Regions from separate parts of the Capra hircus genome. Here region 1 is linked to region 2. Evidence: chromatin contacts called from public Hi-C data. All regions are on one chromosome and are shown on one strand. The core of a region is the stretch at or near the end of the contact, and the rest is flanking DNA. Distances in the headings are between cores, read along the strand shown.

Region 1 (2,742 bases), core at 183-2,682, 120 kb before region 2:
CCACAGCACCCATGCCTGCCTACCCCTCCTTTCCCCCAAAACCTCCTCTTCCCCAACCTGGAAGGAAAAGCAGGGGTACCTACCCCAGGTGCCAGTCCCTCGGGTGGGGTGGGGGAGATGCTGTCCCCGCCGCCCTGGCTCCGGGCGCTGAGCTGCGGCGACATGGTGGGCGACTCGTCGATGTACGGCATGGTCTCCGAGCCCTCCGGGGGCCCCTTCTGCTCCTCATTCCCCTCTGCGTCGTAGTCGTCCGCCCCGTAGCTGAAGTCTGAGACAAGGAACAAGAAAGGCCACTGAGAGTCCTCCACCAGGGCTGCCAGGGACTGGTAGCGCAGTGGGCGGCGGCGGCGGCCCCCGGCTGCCATGGCCCCGGCCCCACCATCCACGCCCGGCCCGGGCAGGGCTGCGCGGTCCGGGACGCCGGCAGGCACCCGGCGCTGCGGTTCAGGGGCCCGGGGGAGTCCAGGGGGGGCGGCTCCGCGGGTGCCACCCGCTTAATAACATGTCAGTCGCGTACTTCGAGCTGCTGTTTCCTTTGCCTCCTGCCTAATTCCAAGTCTAAAAATTAGCAGTGGGAGCAGGAGGCAGGACGCTTCCAACTCTCCTCTGAGTCACCATTTTGCTTTTTATAGGGAGCAGGGAGGTGGGGGCGGGCCGAGCGATGTCACTTCCTGCGCCCCTCCTCCTTGGGTACCATTTGTACTCGGAGCCCCATCCCTGGCTGGTGGGGAGCAGGGCAGGGTTCGAGGGGTGGGGGCTGAGGAAGGGCCCCCGAGGGAGCCCTCGCCCCTCGGAACAAGGCTCCGCGCAGGTCGGAGCCCAGGGCTGGCAGAACGTGGGCGAGAAGGCGGCCCGGGCCTGGCAGGAACCTGGTGGAACAGCAGAGTCCTCAAAGCCGGCACTTTCTGTAATTTCCAAGGAGGCTTCCTTCGGAGAAGGAGGGCAGAGAAGGCCGTAGGGAAGTCAAGCTGCCGTTAACCCTGCTGGCGCTGCCAGCACGACTCGGAGGCCAGAGCCCACGCACAGACACCCCCTCCCGGGACAGCAGGCCGGGTCCGCGGGGCAGCCGGGACAGGACAGCACCTGAGAAAGGCCTCCATCCAACTCCATCGGTGGCGGGGGGGTCTCTCCTCCACCCCCACCCTGGCGGGGTCTGTCCCATCACCGGCTCGGACATCACTTCCTCCAGGGTGCCCTCCCTGGCGTCCCAGCTTGGAACTCCTACAGCGTGTGGCCTTCTAGCACCCCTGGTGATCCAGCCCATCTGTCCCTGAACCCCTGGGGTGAGGACTGGGTGTCAGCCCTCGCTGAGGGCCCAGCACCCGCGGCCAACACGCGGCGGGGCCTTGGGCACGTGTGCAGAGATTGAATGGGCAGAGGAATGCACTGTGCCGCTTGAGTCCAAGGCTTGAGCCAAGTTCTCGGTGGGGGCCCTGGCTCCTCCGCTGTCACAACATGCCGGCGCCCGGGGCAGCCGGCAGCCTGAGAATGGTGTCAACAGGTCACCAGGGCGCCCGGCCACGGCCACACTCAATCCAATCTGTCCCTTTGGCAGCTGAGGCTGCCCCCCCCCGCCCCCCACGGCCTCACTGCACCTGTTCCTGCTGACTTCCTCTCCTGTGCCGAGGGCCCATTAAGCTGTCAGGGCCGTGAGCTATTATTTTTTTTCCCAGGACAGGCACCGACGTGAAGAACCACCGGACCTAGCGGCCCAGCCGCTGGGATACGTGTGCCCTGCACTTGGGAAATGGGACCCACTGATGGGGGCACACAGGAATTCTGCTGTTTCCAGGGGCCGAGAGGGAGGAAGAAAAGCCACAGCATTCAGCCTGCCCGAGGCTGGCACTGTGAAGGGGCCTGGTTGTTTGGTGAGACCCACTTACTCTGGAGAAGCACAAGGGAATGAAACGCCACATTAACTCTCCGTCTGTCCTCCAGGAGGCTCCAGGCTGCCCTATTAATGCCTGGAGTCAAGGTCAGGGGTGTGAGCTGTGGTGAACCCTGCTCTGGCCAACAGTCCAGACTCCAGCAGGCTGCACTGATTCTCCTCTACACTGACCAGTTCCCAGGGGTCACAGGACCAGCGCCTTCACTCTCAGGACATTTCCCCAGGGCAAGGGCAGAGGGGCCACAGGGAGGGTGGTGAGGCTGGACTCTACGGCACAGTCTGGAACTGCCTGGGTCATGGCCGGGTGGGAAGTTTGCTGCCAGCTTCCCCGATGTGTGCCCAATTCATCCGTATCAGAGTGGGGGCCGTGGACCACAGCTCAGCCCAGCCACGTCGGTGAAGCTGCTCTCACTACAGCCAGTTCACAGACAGAGTCTCTGAGTCTCAGAGAGCTTTGCACAGAAAGGATCTCAACCCAAGTCTGTCTGTCTCCAAATGCCATCTTTCCCCTTCTGAATCTCATTACTTTCTAGAGGAATCTCTTTCCATCAGTACAAGGATTGGAGAAGAAGCCCTGCTTGTCAGGGGAGGCTGACCAAATAGGCGAGGGAAGAGTGGAAGCCACAGCAGCGGGGATGCCCAGGGGTGGAAAGGATGCCCATAGAACTCTCTCCAAATTCTCCTGGATACTGCCCCTTTCATTTCATACTCCAGGAGACCCCAACAGCCCAGGAAGCCAGCCAGAGACCCTGGAATCTCCTACCAGAAAAGACAGACCTACAGAAAAGATAGAGACACTACCCCTTCGAGAAGGAAGGAGCCCTAGGAACTTGGAGGATGTAAGTCTGCCAAGC
Region 2 (2,939 bases), core at 64-2,563:
TAATTATTCAGCAGGTCTGTATGCTGGAAAGCTTGCCCTGGGAGACGTGAGGAGAGGATCTTCTGTCAATAAATTTGGCAAAGCTGAAAACTATTTCCATTTCTGTATTAGCACACTGGAGAATCCCAGGAGTCAGCAAAGAAACCTGCCTGGTTTTGCCCAAATCCATCATTTTCCAAATGTGTTTATCCAGAGAATGTTTGTTGCACCCACAGAACGAACTCTGTGAAGTGCTTGGGTTGACACTGCCATCATGGCCGGGAGGCAAGTGACCATATTTGCCTCGAAATGGTACCTTGAGTGGAGGGGGTACTGAGTGGAGGAGGGAGGCATGAAAGGTGGGTAGACTGAGGCAAGAAGGCCAGTAAGAGCAGTGCAGGGACTCTTCTACCATGAGACTTGGACAGAGCAGTGGCCGTGAGGGTGAAGAGGAGCGGAAACACTGGACGGGGACCTGGGATGCAAAGGTGACAAGCTGGACCACTGGCTTGTGAGTAAATGGGAGTGCGGTGGACAGCGAGTGGGGGAGATGCATTGGACAGTCCCTGGAGGTTTAGCTGGAGCAACTAGGAGAATGATATTTGTGTGTGTTTTTTGTGTGTTAGTTGTTTAGTCATGTCCACCTCTCTGAAACCCCATGGACTGTAGCCCGCCAGGCTCCTCTGTCCATGGGATTTTCCAGGCAGGAGTACTGGAGTGGGGAGCCATTCCCTTCTCTCGGGGATCTCTCCCATACTGTGGGCAGATTCTTTACCGTCTGAGCCACCAGGGAAGCCCAGGTGAATGATGGTTTTGTTCAATCCACCAAGATGGGGAGCCAGAGAGGAGTTTTGACCTGACCTCCTAGGAATCGTTAAACCTCTGGGAGGCTCTGTTTCCACATCTATGAACTGGGCATGAAACCAGTCATGCAAAAGGCTGTCCTGAAGCTAAGGGAGGCTTCTGCAGTGCCCAGAGAATGTCTGCCCCCTCTCCCCACTTCCCTGACCCAACCCAAGCAGGTGGCTCTTTCCTTTATGGGGGAGGGACAGAGCTGAATTGGAGGGAAATTTTTATATCGACCCACAAGAAGTAATAGGGATGGAATTTAAAAAAAAAAAACCCTGAAGCTTTGTAGTCAGGGCAAATGAAGTCTGAGATTTCGTCTTCTCATCTGAAAAATGGTGACAGATACCACAAGCTGCAGGATGTCAAGAGTCAGTGGGCCCATGGATCGCCCAGCTCAGAGAGACCAGACAGATCTGGCCCGGGGAGAACGGGTGAAGGAGGAGCCAGGACCCGGGGCCCCTGAGCCGGAATCGTGGCAGGACGTGTGTGGCCACCCCGCCGAATGTAGGCAGGTGACCACTGGGTCCCCTCTCTCTGCGTCCCGCCCTCCTCACAGTCCCAGCTCCGGGTCATAGCCCATAAATCTCCTTCACACAGAGCTCGGTAAATCAGGGATGTGTAGGAGACCCCCCAGCTGCCTGCATTCTCCCTCCTGCTTTTGGAGAGAATAGAGCAGGAAGCCCCTAGGAAGGGGTGGGGTGTGACTACCCCAGACCTGCCCACCTCGGCTTGTTAATTACAGACCCAGGGTCTGCAGAGCTTGATTTATAGTTGGGGCTGGGAAAGTCTAGAAGAGCCTGGAGGGGCAGAGGTGATGGGGTTGACTGGGGGGGGTGGTGTGTGTGGGGTAGCACCGGAGACCAGAGAGGATCCCAAATTCAGAGGGCCTTGTTGAAATGACAAAATTAATAGTACTAAATGAATACATTTACAAATAAATAAAATATACGCATAATAGCAATAGCTAACATTGATTGAGAGACTGTGCGCCAAGCTGGCTAAACACTTTATTAATTCATTCATCAAATATTTATTGAGCACCTATTCAGTGCCAGGAATCTGGCATATATTATCTAATGAACTTCCCCAAACAGCCCTGCCAGTTAGTCATTCTGGTCCCCATTTTGCAGACGTTGAAATCCAAGCAAGAAGCGATTAAGTGACTGGTCCATACTAGGCAATTGAGTAGCAGATCCAGGACTCATACCCCTGGCTATCTGTCCCCCGAGCTTAAACTTTTAGGAGTAGGTTATCCTGCCTCTTTGCTACCACTTGATTCACTGTCTTCCTGTGTGACCTTGGGCAAACGCCTTTGCCTGGCTGACAAAAGAGTTCTTATTGGCAAAAGAGGCATCTTGTCCTGCCCACAGCAGAAATTAGGAGGCTCAAATTAAACTGAAGCATATGGAGATGCTTTTTTAAAATGATCTGTAGAATATGGAGAAGGAAATGGCAACACACTGCAGTATTCTTGCCTGGGAAATGCCATGGACAGAGGAGCCTGGTGGGCTATAGTCCACAGGGTTGCCGAAGAGTCGGATATGACTGACTAAACAACAACTGGGCATTGAACTAATTTACCTATATAAATCCCTTTAGAATTCTAGGAGTTACTTAAAAAAAATATGAGTAAACATTTGTACTCAAAATTGTTTTTATACATGCAACAAAATTATCTGTAAAGCAAAAGTGAGAAGAATAGATGTGAAGGAGAAAGAATGTCCTATGTGTGATTAAAGAACCATAAGAAGAGAAAAAAGGAAGTGCAACAGAAGCAATATCTGAAAAGACAAAATTGAAGAAATTTGCCAATCTGAGAAGTAACAAACCACAAATCTGAGAAGCCCAACAAATCCTAGAATATAGATATACATATATATTTTTTAAACCCACACACTTCAATGTGTCATAGTGATATATCAGAAACTAAAAACAGTGAAAAGATTTCAAAACCAATCTGGGAAAAAAAATACCTTCAAAGGAACAACTGTTATTCTGAAGCTGACATCTGATCCACAGCAATGGAAGTAGGAAGACAACACCATATTTTCAAAGTGATTCAGAAAGAACAGGGACCCCCATGGTGGTCCAGTGGCTAAGACTCCATGCTC

What was found. A called contact is a pair of places that touch in the nucleus more often than the background predicts.
Region 1: a contact with region 2 is called in a Hi-C map of blood, with 4 times the contacts expected there. The contact joins two enhancer-like sites. A contact is called at or near these places in 3 of 5 Hi-C or Micro-C datasets (all in blood).

What each region holds. Positions count from the first base shown.
Region 1 is chr19:21,571,256-21,573,997 of ARS1.2, reverse strand. It overlaps ABR (active breakpoint cluster region-related protein), which reads right to left. Exons shown (of 23, transcript XM_018064362.1): 2 at 84-268. Among named protein-coding and RNA genes, the nearest start is that of ABR, 87 kb to the right of the region's middle. Within about 2 kb of position 1,432, at least 3 of the 5 cell types and tissues checked have an H3K27ac peak or open chromatin away from gene starts, as enhancers often do.
Region 2 is chr19:21,450,860-21,453,798 of ARS1.2, reverse strand. No RefSeq gene overlaps it. Among named protein-coding and RNA genes, the nearest start is that of BHLHA9, 11 kb to the right of the region's middle. Within about 2 kb of position 1,313, at least 1 of the 5 cell types and tissues checked has an H3K27ac peak or open chromatin away from gene starts, as enhancers often do.